Linked DNA regions of Neogale vison: region 1 is linked to region 2. A link is a contact called in public Hi-C data. All regions are on one chromosome and are shown on one strand. Each heading gives the region's core, a stretch centred on a gene start, on an enhancer-like site or on the middle of the called end of the contact. The rest is flanking DNA. Distances are from core to core; before and after follow the strand shown.

Region 1 (5,130 bases), core at 1,871-4,370, 180 kb after region 2:
GGTTGAGTTTTCTTCCAACCACATCACTGGGACACTAATTCTCCTACTTCTCTCCTTTACTTATAAGGACGCTTGTGATGATTTTGGGCCCCCTCAGAGAATCCAGGATACTTTCCTGTGTCTCAGAATCCTTAATTACATCTGCAAATTTCCTATTGCCATGTAAAGTAACAGATTCATGTGTTCTAGAGATTGGGATGGGGACATCCCTGTGGGGGCTATTATTCTGCCTACAACATTGACCATGAAAGACAATATGATACATCAGCATTATGCCATTCTGATGTCATGTACTGAGAAGGACACATAACTTAAGGTTCTTTTCTTTTCAAAAGAGATATTTATCTGAATTGATAAATTCAGTTCTGAAAGAACTGTCTTTCACGATTCAAAAAGATCAATATTGTTAAGAAAAATTGGGAATTGTTCCAGAATTATTCCGGAATAATGGTTTCAGAATCTTAAAAGTCTAAGAAGTGTTATTTTGACAAGTGAAACATTAGTTTTTAACTGTATAATAAATAATATTGTATTACCTTTAAGACTTTTTTTTTTTAAAGATTTTATTTATTTATTTGACAGAGAGAAATTACAAGTAGATGGAGAGGCAGGCAGAGAGAGGGAAGCAGGCTCCCTGCTAAGCAGAGAGCCAGATGCGGGACTCGATCCCAGAGCCCTGAGATCATGACCCAAGCCGAAGGCAGCAGCTTAACCCACTGAGCCACCCAGGAACCCAATATTGTGTTACCTTTAAATTACCTAAATGTGATAATTGTATTCCTTGTCCTTAGGAAATACAGGATAAAGTATTTAAAAGTAAAGTATTACGATGTCTGCAACTAACCCCAAATGCTTCAGAAGAAAGATGAAGAGAAAGCAAATACAGCAAAAAAACAACAACTGGTGAATCTAGATCAGTACTGGAAAATAGAAATAAAATACAAGGCACATATATAATTTTAAATAGTCTAATAGATACCTTAAAAAGTGAAGAGAAAGTGAAATAAATTTTTATGATATTTTAGCCTGATATATTTCTTTAAAAAAATTTTTTATGTAGAGAGGGACAGAGAGAGAGCACCCACCTGAGCGGTGTGAGAGGCAAGAGGGAGAGGGAGAGAGAGAATCCCAAGCTGACTCAACGCCAAGTGTGGGGCAGGACAAGGGGCTCAATCTCATCACCCCGGGATCGGGATCATGAACTCAGCTGAAATCAAGAGTCCCCCTCCCAACCCAGCGAGCCACCCAGGTGCCCCAACCCGATATATTTCTAATTTAAAAACATAATCAAAGTAAACATTATTGAGCTATTTTACTTTTCTTTCCTTCTATATTAAGGCTTAAAAACCAGTAGGCAAGGGTGCCTGGGTGGCTTAGTGGATTAAGCCGCGGCCTTTGGCTCGGGTCATGATCTCAGGGTCCTGGAATCCAGCCCCGCATCTGGCTCTCTCCTCAGCAGGGAGCCTGCTTCCCTTCCTCTCTCTCTGCCTGCCTTTCTGCCTACTTGTGATCTCTGTCTGTCAAATAAATAAAAAATCTTAAAAAAAAAAAAAAAAACCGAGTAGGCAGTCATCACCTATAGAACATTTAAGTTTGCGTTAGCTGCATTACAATCCACAATAGTCACATGGGCTGATCTTACTAAATTGGACAGCACAGCTTCAGATGAAGGAAATATGTGTGTTCATTGTCCTACACTTGCAATTTGCTGTGGGTTTGGAATTTTTCAAGATAAAAAGCTGGAAAAAAGAGGGAGATTAGTTTGTGTATGCATAGACTGTTTCTAGGATACAGAAGAAACTTAACACTGGTTACCTCTGGGAAGAAGAAATTAGTGACTGGGGAAAAGAGAGGGATGGTGGTGTTTATTGCACCTTTCTGTCCTTTTGAGCATATTGTGACTAAGCCTATTAAAACTTAAATTTCTAAAAAAATAATATTCACTTTGTCTTCGTGTTCAAAACCAGATCCTTTTCTACTAAGCGCTGATAACTAGCAATTCAGAGGAAAGAGCTCCACCTACTGAACCTGATTTCCTAAGAATTCCTTGATAGAGGAAAGTGTGTGTCCTATTTAAAATACAATAAGTTTAGAAATTTGTTGTGATTTTTCTATCTTTATCAGCCCTTAAAATTCCATTTACTCTTCCTGCTTGCATATTATTATTATTATTAAAGATTTTATTTATTTATTTGTTTGACTGAGAGAGAGAAAGTGCAAGCAGGGGGGAGCAGCAGGGAAAGGGAGAAGCAGGCTCCCCACTGACCAGGGAGCCTGACGTGGGATTTGATCCCAGGACCAGGGCATCATGACAAGCGGAGGACAGATGCTTAACGGACTGAGCCACCCAGCACCCCACCCCCTGCATATTATTAAACATTTTAGACAAATTTTATCAATAATCTAAACCATCTCAGGGTTGCCTGAAAACAAGAAACAATATTCAAACAGAGGCTCACCTAAATTCTACGACGGTGGATGACAGTGGGAACTCATCGTGGGGCCAGAGGTTGTGAGCAAGTTCATGGTGAATTGCTATCAGCTTTCCTGAAGCCTCCTTCCATCTTGCCGCGGAGCTGGGTCTCTTGGGTTACGTTTGTTCAACTGGAACGGTTGGCACTTCAAAGTGGAGTTACATCCTGCTGCCTTCGGCTCCTGTGTCATGAGGGTTTCTGAATTGAGGCTGGGCCGTAAGGCTGGTTGTTTCTTGTTGTTGTTGTTGTTGTTGTTTTGTTTTACTCCTCTGGTAATTGCATCACTTCCTGGCCGTGTCTCGCACAGAACCCTGAGCCGTGAAGCAGTTGCCCGGGTAATAACACTTCAAAAATACGGGGATGATGGAAACGCTGTGGGTCCGAAGGGTTTCCTCGGACCGGGGGCAGATGCTCTCCGCAGCGCTCTAGGCACGGCTCCCCCAGCACCCAGCGTCGTTAGCCTGTACTTAACTCAGTACGTAACCATCAGTACTTAACTCAGTACGTAACCATCAGTACTTAACTCAGTACGTAACCATCACGACAGCCAGATAATCGCGTCCTGGGAGGCCGCTGGGCCCTTCGTCCCCCGCAGTCCCAGAGCCCGCGCCGCGGGCCAAGGTGGGCCGTGTCACAGCCAGCTCCCCTGCGCGAAAGGCTCTCCGCGGGCGACAGTCCACCTTCAGACTTAGCACCAGGTTTAGTGGGACTTAACGTCTGCGCGGGAGGGAAGGTCAGCAAGAGACAGAGGGGAAACTTAGAAAGAGCAGCTGGATGGTGAAAAAAATAAAGCAAGTGACAAGCTTCCCGCGGTACTCTAACATTTGTATTGGTATAGATATTTATGTTACATAATTAGCATGAAGTATGTAATTAGTCTTTTCTAGCAGGGCAGTCGGACTTGGAGGGTCCAGTTCCCCCCACCCCCGGGAGCCACCTGGGTGCTGGGCTGGGAGCGCGCAAAATTTGCATTAGTTTAGGAGGCCTTGACCCAAAATGGGAACGGAGTGGGTGGGGCTTAGAGCGTAGAAGCTCTCTTCTTACTGGTCCGGTTGACGTAGAGATTTTTTAAAGTGGCAAATACATTTCAAGAAGAGCTAGTGCTAACTTCCCTGGTGGTCTAGTGGTTAGGATTCGGCGCTCTCACCGCCGCGGCCCGGGTTCGATTCCCGGTCAGGGAAAGCTCCTTTTGCGAGTACTAGGAATTCTTATTAGCAGTTTTGTTTTTTTCGATCATAAAAGTTGTTTTTTTAAATCATATTCATTTTGTTCGATAATAAAAGTTGAATTGGTTTTAAATGTTACTTAATCTAAGATTTAACACACGCCTTCATTTCCGCCCAGATACAGCGGCAGGTTCTATCCCTGTTCCTCAACGCGTCCGCGGGGTTGTTGGCCCAGAAGAGAATGTAAATACAGGGTTCCACCAGCTGGAGCACCTGCTGAGACGCTTTACCTAGATAGGGACTGGAGGGTTGGAAGGGAACAAAGTGAAAAGTGGAGGTCCTGTGAGACCTGAAGGGGAGGCCTGGATAGAGAGGAAGGTGCGTGAAGAAGAAGGACAGTGAGAAGAGTGGTGAGTGGGGAAATGGGGGCACTCCCTGTTCCAGTGCATGTCTCCTTAACGAAACCAGAGTGCAAGAACGTTGTGGAAGGAGAAGCAAAGCACTGAAGATAGAGCAAGCACTCCAACCCGGGGCTGACCAGGTCCTCTGTACATAATTAAAACAAAAATGGACGGAAGTAGAGCGAGGGGAGATTTGACCCTTACCCAGCACATAAAGGGGCAAATAAAACTGCCCATCACAGTTGTGTAAAAAGTCAAAGGAGAACATGTTTAAGGTTTTGAATATGGTCACTAATTTGGAAAGGGTGCTGACTGGGAGCGTGGTAAAGCAGGAAGCCGTGTTACAGTAAGATTTGGTTTGAAGAGGTCATCCAAGTGAATTTGTCCTATATGTGTGGAGTGAAAATTTTGACTAATAATGATAGATTTGGAGGAGATCCTGCTTTGAAAAGTGAGAACTGAAGGCCCCAAAGTAGAAATGCTTCCTAAGAGATTGAGTGCCGCATAAAGAGGCAAGGTTTGTAGGCTTGACTTCCACTAGAGGAGGACAAACTAAGAATGCCTGAAGGAGAAGAGTCAGTACAAGTCAGGGTTAAAGAAGCTAAAGAAGAGAGTCTAGAAATTGCAGTGTACCCACTAATAGGTATTTAAAAAATATTTAAATATTTAAAAATAAAAGGTGTTTTTCTCGCATGGTTAATTTTAAAAAATATTTTATTTATTTATTTGACAGAGAGAGAGAGAGAGAGAGATACCAAGAGAGAGAAGGAACACAAGAACAGGGAGTGGGAGAGGGAGAAGCAGGCTTCTGGTAGAGCAGGGAGCCTGATATGGGGCTCAATGTGGGGATCGATGGGGGGCTCAATTCAGGGCTTCATGTGGGGCTCAATGGGACCACCCTGGGATCATGACCAGAGCCGAAGGTAGACGCTTGACCACTGAGCCACCTAGCCTCCCTGGTTGGTTAATTTTTTAGTGGAGTTTTATTTTATTTAGTCTTGGTGTCATCCTTATTGTGTTTCACCAATACAATTGCTATTGTTAGTCAAATGAGTACACCTTTCCTAAATAATATTGTCATTTAGACAC
Region 2 (5,500 bases), core at 968-3,467:
ACAATAAACATATATAAATGAATATAAGAATAGACTATATATATAATGCAAAATACACAAATTAAAGATTAGATTCTCTTTTTGAAAAGATAAATCTTTGAGCTCTTATATATGAAATCATTTTAGACTCAATTTTAAGATCTGCAACTGGGGCACCTGGTTGGCTCCAGTGGGTTAAAGCCTCTGCCTTCGGCTCAGGTCATGATCCCAGAGTCCTGGGATCAGGCCCCGCATCGGGTTCTCTGCTCGGCAGGGAGCCTGCTTCCTCCTCTCTCTCTCTCTGCCTGCCTCTCTGCCTACTTGTAATCTCTGCCTGTCAAATAAACAAATAAAATCTTTTAAAAAAAAGAAGAAGAAGAAGATCTGCAACTTTTTGAGGCACGTTGTACAAACATGTGCATCTTGCTTATGTTCTGTATTATACAGACTACTGTATATATTAATCCTATGCCACCTATGTAGGGTATAAATTAGTTAAAAGTATTTAAGGTGTCTAATTTCTCCTATAAAAATGTTCCAGGCTTTTTACATAGTTCACTCTGAGAATGTTCTTCATAGAGAAAAAATCCTGACCTTTGGCCTGGAAAAACCACGACAGAATTCTGGACCATCCCAACCCCTACGGGTGACCGTTTTTATTTTTAAAAATTAATTTACTCTTTTCCTAAGATAATTTATTTATTTGAAAGAGAGAGAGAAAGAAAGATCGATCATGAGCCCAGGGGAAGGGGAGGGAGGAAGGAGACTCCCAGCTAACCAAGAAGCCCAAGGCAAGACTCAATCCCAGAACGCTGGGATCAAGATCCGAGCAAAAGGCAAACACTTAAGGACTGAGCCACCCAGGTGCACCCCTCCATGACTATTTTTAGACAAAACTTTTTACATTATTAGTAGCTATTATTTACCAGTTTTCCTCAACATTGGTACTGGAGTGTGCATAATTTTTTATGTGGTGCAGTCCTGACTGTGGCTCAGTTCAGCAGAGGCCTGCTCTGCAGACAACTGATGTACTGACCCCTCTCCCTATCAACCGCTTCCTGTCTTCACTCCTTCCCCTGGTCAAGCACAGATTTCAAGGTCTATCACTTCAGTCGTCTCTCTAGCCATAAATTCTTACCTCTGTCTCCAACACTAGGTGGTTAGAACAAATTCAATTCACTTTTAACAAATGAATTAATGATTACTAAAATCAACAAGAACCAAAAACACAGAATCTTTGGATCTGATCCTCTCCAAAGGCTGTTTCTTTAAAGGCAAGTAGAACCAGCAGATGAAAATGATTTCCAGATACCTGTTTTCAAGTACCTGCGCAAAATCTCAGTGCTCCGAAAATGTGCATACGTCCCAACTGACAACGCCTGTGCGAACTTTACCCTTCAGTGGAAATCTGGGGCTTATTAAGAAACAGTTTGACCTCAGCTCCACCCCCGCCCCCTGCCTCACTTCTGTCAGTTCAACGAAGCTTTTCCCTATTACCATCGTCTCCTTTCTACCAGTTCTTCCCCTCAGTCGCAGAATGAGAGTGTGCAGAATTGAAAAGCGGTGTCGAGAAGCGCAGGGGGTGGGGATGCGGGGGTGGGCGGAGGATTCCCTCCAGTAACAACAAGCGACAAATGCTATTTTCTGCCAAATACCTCGTACCTGCAGACAGAAGCCCAAGTGTCTGGCTTTATCGCTACATTGTCCCCCCGCTGCCCACCCCCTCGGCACAGCAACAATAATGCTGGAGACAGACCCCACTCGCGAGAAGCAAATCCGTCATTAACACCAGGACACCCCGCCTGCCCCACTCCGGTCCACACCTGCGAGGTCTCCCTCCCGGGGGCCTGACACGACCCCACCGCGGTCCGCCACGGCGCGAGGCCTGCGTCCCTGCCCCGTCCCACGCCCGGTCCGCACGCAGCCCACCTCGCAGTACAGGAGCTCGGTGCCGGGTTCCTGCTTCGCCGCGATCCGGCAGAACACGCACTTGCTACTGTAGTCCTCCGCCTTCGATGACGTTGCGACAACATCTGCAGTCTTCGGTGAAGACACCTTAGAATCTTCAGGCTTCACTGCCTCAAAACCAGCCTCGGATTCGACTCTACCGCGCACCGACTCCTCAGCCATCCTAGCCGCCTCAAGGTGGACAGGAACCTTGACTGCTCTCGCGCCGCTCGCCCTGGGTTGAGTCCGCCTCCTGCAATGCCTCACTTTTACCTGGAGGTGTCGCCCTCCGCCTGCCGCTGGGAAGGGCAGGGATTTGAGCGCATGCGCAGATTAGTCGGACTGTAGAGTAAGGGCGACGACGCGACCCGCCTCACAGCCCGAGGCCAGGAAGGGGAAGCAAGAGTACGCACTTGGGCGCGACGGGAGAAGCTGGCGGGGGGTTTACGGATGTCGCTCCGCCCCCTGCGTCTCCTTGGTAATGACGCACCACGTCCTTCGAGACGCAGGAGCGTGCACCGCCGCTGTGACGTAACCGGCACGCCCTAGTGCCCGGCCAAGTGGAAGCTGGTGGGTGTGCTGGCGGTCTTTTTTCAAGCTGCATTTGGTATCTCCCAGGAATGTATTGTGTTGTTAAAAAAAAAAGTTTTTTTAAAAAAATTCATAGGTTTTAATAGAGAATGAGCACAATTTCTTTTCAACATAGATTATGTTTGATGTTTCGTGTGTACATTTTCAGCCACGACAGTTTTAGGTCCCTAAGTTCAAAATACCCAAAACTGAATTTCGTATCTCTTTTCTTTGTTGTTGAAAGCATTAGCTAGTTCAAAATAGTGGCCTTTATCTCACATTCCTTAAACACAGGTAGATGCGGAGTCGTTAAGTTTATAGTCTGTACTATTCCACGAATTCGTTGCTCGTGCTTCATGCCTCAACCACTACAGTAACCGGTTTCCCTCCTTGACTCTCTCATCACTCAAAAACCCGTAGGTATGGGGCACCTGGGTGGCTCAGTGGGTTAAAGCCTCTGCCTTTGGCTTGGGTCATGATCCCAGGATCCTGGGATCGAGCCCCATGTCGGGCTCTCTGCTCTGCAGGGAGCCTGCTTCCTCCTCTCTCTCTGCCTACTTGTGATCTCTGTCTGTCAAATAAATAAATAAATAAAATCTTTACCAAAAAAAAAAATGTACGTAACCGTCGCGCCCAAAAGAGAAAGTCTCAGTTAACTTGGTATTGAAGGTGGACTCTGATTTGACCCAGCTTTTCATTTTAATAATACTTGGTATTTGCTGAACACCTAAAGTGTGCCATGTATTTTCTCAACCAAACAAGGTTGGTTTTACAATCCTCATTACAGAGATGAAGAAACAAACTAAGAAAAAGGTTTGTCTAACTCCAGAACCCACCAGCCTTTTTAAACACAGACTCTTTTTAATTTTTTAAGAGATTTTATTTATTGAGAGAGAGACAGTGAGAGCATGAGCGAGAAGGTCAGAGAGAGAAGCAGACTCCCCATGGAGCTGGGAGCCCGATGAGGGACTCAATTCCGGGACTCCAGGATCATGACCCGAGCCCAAGGCAGTCGTCCAACCAACTGAGCCACCCAGGTGTCCCAGAACTCTTTTTTTAACACTGAAAAATTTCTTAAACTAGCTCATTATAGTATCCTTGTTATTTGTTGACTTAGAAAATACCTAACAACAAAGTCTTATTGTTAATTCAGTCTTGTTTTTGAATGATTTCTATTGTATTAATTGAAAGCATTTATGTATTTTTTAAAGATTTTATTTATTTATTTGACAGAGATCACAAGTAGGCAGAGAGGCAGGCAGAGAGAGAGAGGAGGAAGCAGGCTCCCCGCTGAGCAGAGAGCTCCATGTGGGGCTCGATCCCAGAACCCTGGGATCATGACCTGAGCTGAAGGCAGAGGCCTTAACCCACTGAGCCACTCAGGCGCCCAGCATTTATGTATTTTTAAAGTAGTTATACATAGGTGTTCAAGACTTTTTTCATTCGTCTTTCAGTTTGCCAGTGGTGTGGGGGACCACTATAATAGCTTCATACCTTGTTGGGAATCCAAGGCAGGGTTCAGAATCTGTACGTTACTTTGCCTTCCTAACTATCCACTATTTCCGTGCACTATACTACAGACACCATGTCACTTTTTTAATCCATGCTGTTCCTTCTGAAATATCTTTGTTTCTATCTCTGCACATCCAAATCCACCTTCCAAACCACTCCTCAACTGCTCTCTACTTCATGACATTTTTTTTAATTAACCAAACTGAAATAAGTACTTTATCTTGTGAATTCACAGAGTAGTTTTTCAGTACTTCTCTTGTAAAACTTAATGCTTTGTATTCTATACTATTTATGTGCATATATTTCTTACTAGAAGTCATATTCCTTGATAAAGAATGGGTGTCTTTGAACCTACTGTAGTGCCTCATAGAGCGCTTTGCATGTAGGTAGATCCTCAACAGCTGTCTGATGAATAAAAGAATCATTAGGAATTAGGCTGCTGCATGCATGGGACTGTTCAGATCACACACTGTAGAAGAACACTATAAATAAGAATATGCTAATTTACATTGTAGATAAACATTACCATACATAAAGTCACAGGCAGGCCTAAGAATTCTGGAGCAGTGAAGAGCTAACTCCTGTAAGAACCCACAATCAGTATGTGTAACCACATGCACACACTCTAGAGACCATTCATTCACCTACATATTGGTGCACATTTGCACAAGTTGTACCTGTCCTGACTACATTCCTAGTGACACCTGTGATTGGTCCCTCACTTGTCTGGCACTTTCAAAGACTTGCTTCCCATTCACCAACTTTGAATTTGATATCGTTGTCTATCAACGTTATTCTATCATGGAAGTGGGAGAAGCAACACAAACTGTTTAAAACTTGTCTGAAGTAGTGGTGTGGGATCAAGCAAAAGCCCGGGCAGTTGTGTGGCACACACAGGCACACACAGGCAGAACTGCTACCTATTGGTCCTCTGGTTAGCTCCTCTGGGAAACCGTCATTTGGGTCTTGTGACACAAACTACATTTTACTTGCAAAATGGAATGTTTTCTGATTTCACCAGGGTACCATATGGGCCAGTAGCAGCCCTGCTTCAGGCGTGCTCTGGAGTCAGACAATTCTACAGCTTACCATCTGTGAAGATTTGAGCTAAAGTGTTTATCTTTCTGTGTCAAGGCTGTTTCTTCATCCATAAAATGAGGATAATAACAATGCTTACTGCACATCTTATTTTGAGAACTGAAGCCTGGCAGCCTGGCACAAAACTCTAGACAGATGTTAACAGTTATTTCCAATAGGTAGTGATGGTATGTAAAACAATTTAAGGGATCAGATGTTTTACTTTAATTTAAATTCAGAAGCTTCAGTGCTCCAATCGAACACAGACTGAGTGAGGGTTTGTAAAGCCATTTCCTCTTCTCCTTCCTCCCTTCCCTTCCCCACTCATCTCTCGCCCTGACATACAGAAAGATACACATATTTGGTAAGATTCTTTTCTTCAGCTCTCTTGGTAATCCCGCATAGTTTGTGGCTT

The links. Hi-C and Micro-C count contacts between places; a contact is called where the count stands out from the background.
Region 1: a Hi-C map of fibroblasts shows a contact between it and region 2, with 6 times the contacts expected there. The contact joins the promoter of NCOA7 here to the promoter of HINT3 in region 2. A contact is called at or near these places in 2 of 3 Hi-C or Micro-C datasets (fibroblasts and muscle).

The regions. Positions count from the first base shown.
Region 1 is chr1:75,096,813-75,101,942 of ASM_NN_V1, forward strand. It overlaps NCOA7 (nuclear receptor coactivator 7), which reads right to left and starts at 3,121. Exons shown (of 16, transcript XM_044249430.1): 1 at 2,460-3,121. It overlaps TRNAE-CUC (a tRNA gene), which reads left to right and starts at 3,584; the gene lies at 3,584-3,655.
Region 2 is chr1:74,920,775-74,926,274 of ASM_NN_V1, forward strand. HINT3 (histidine triad nucleotide-binding protein 3) reads right to left here and starts at 2,218. Exons shown (of 5, transcript XM_044249409.1): 1 at 1,909-2,218. The coding sequence starts at 2,109.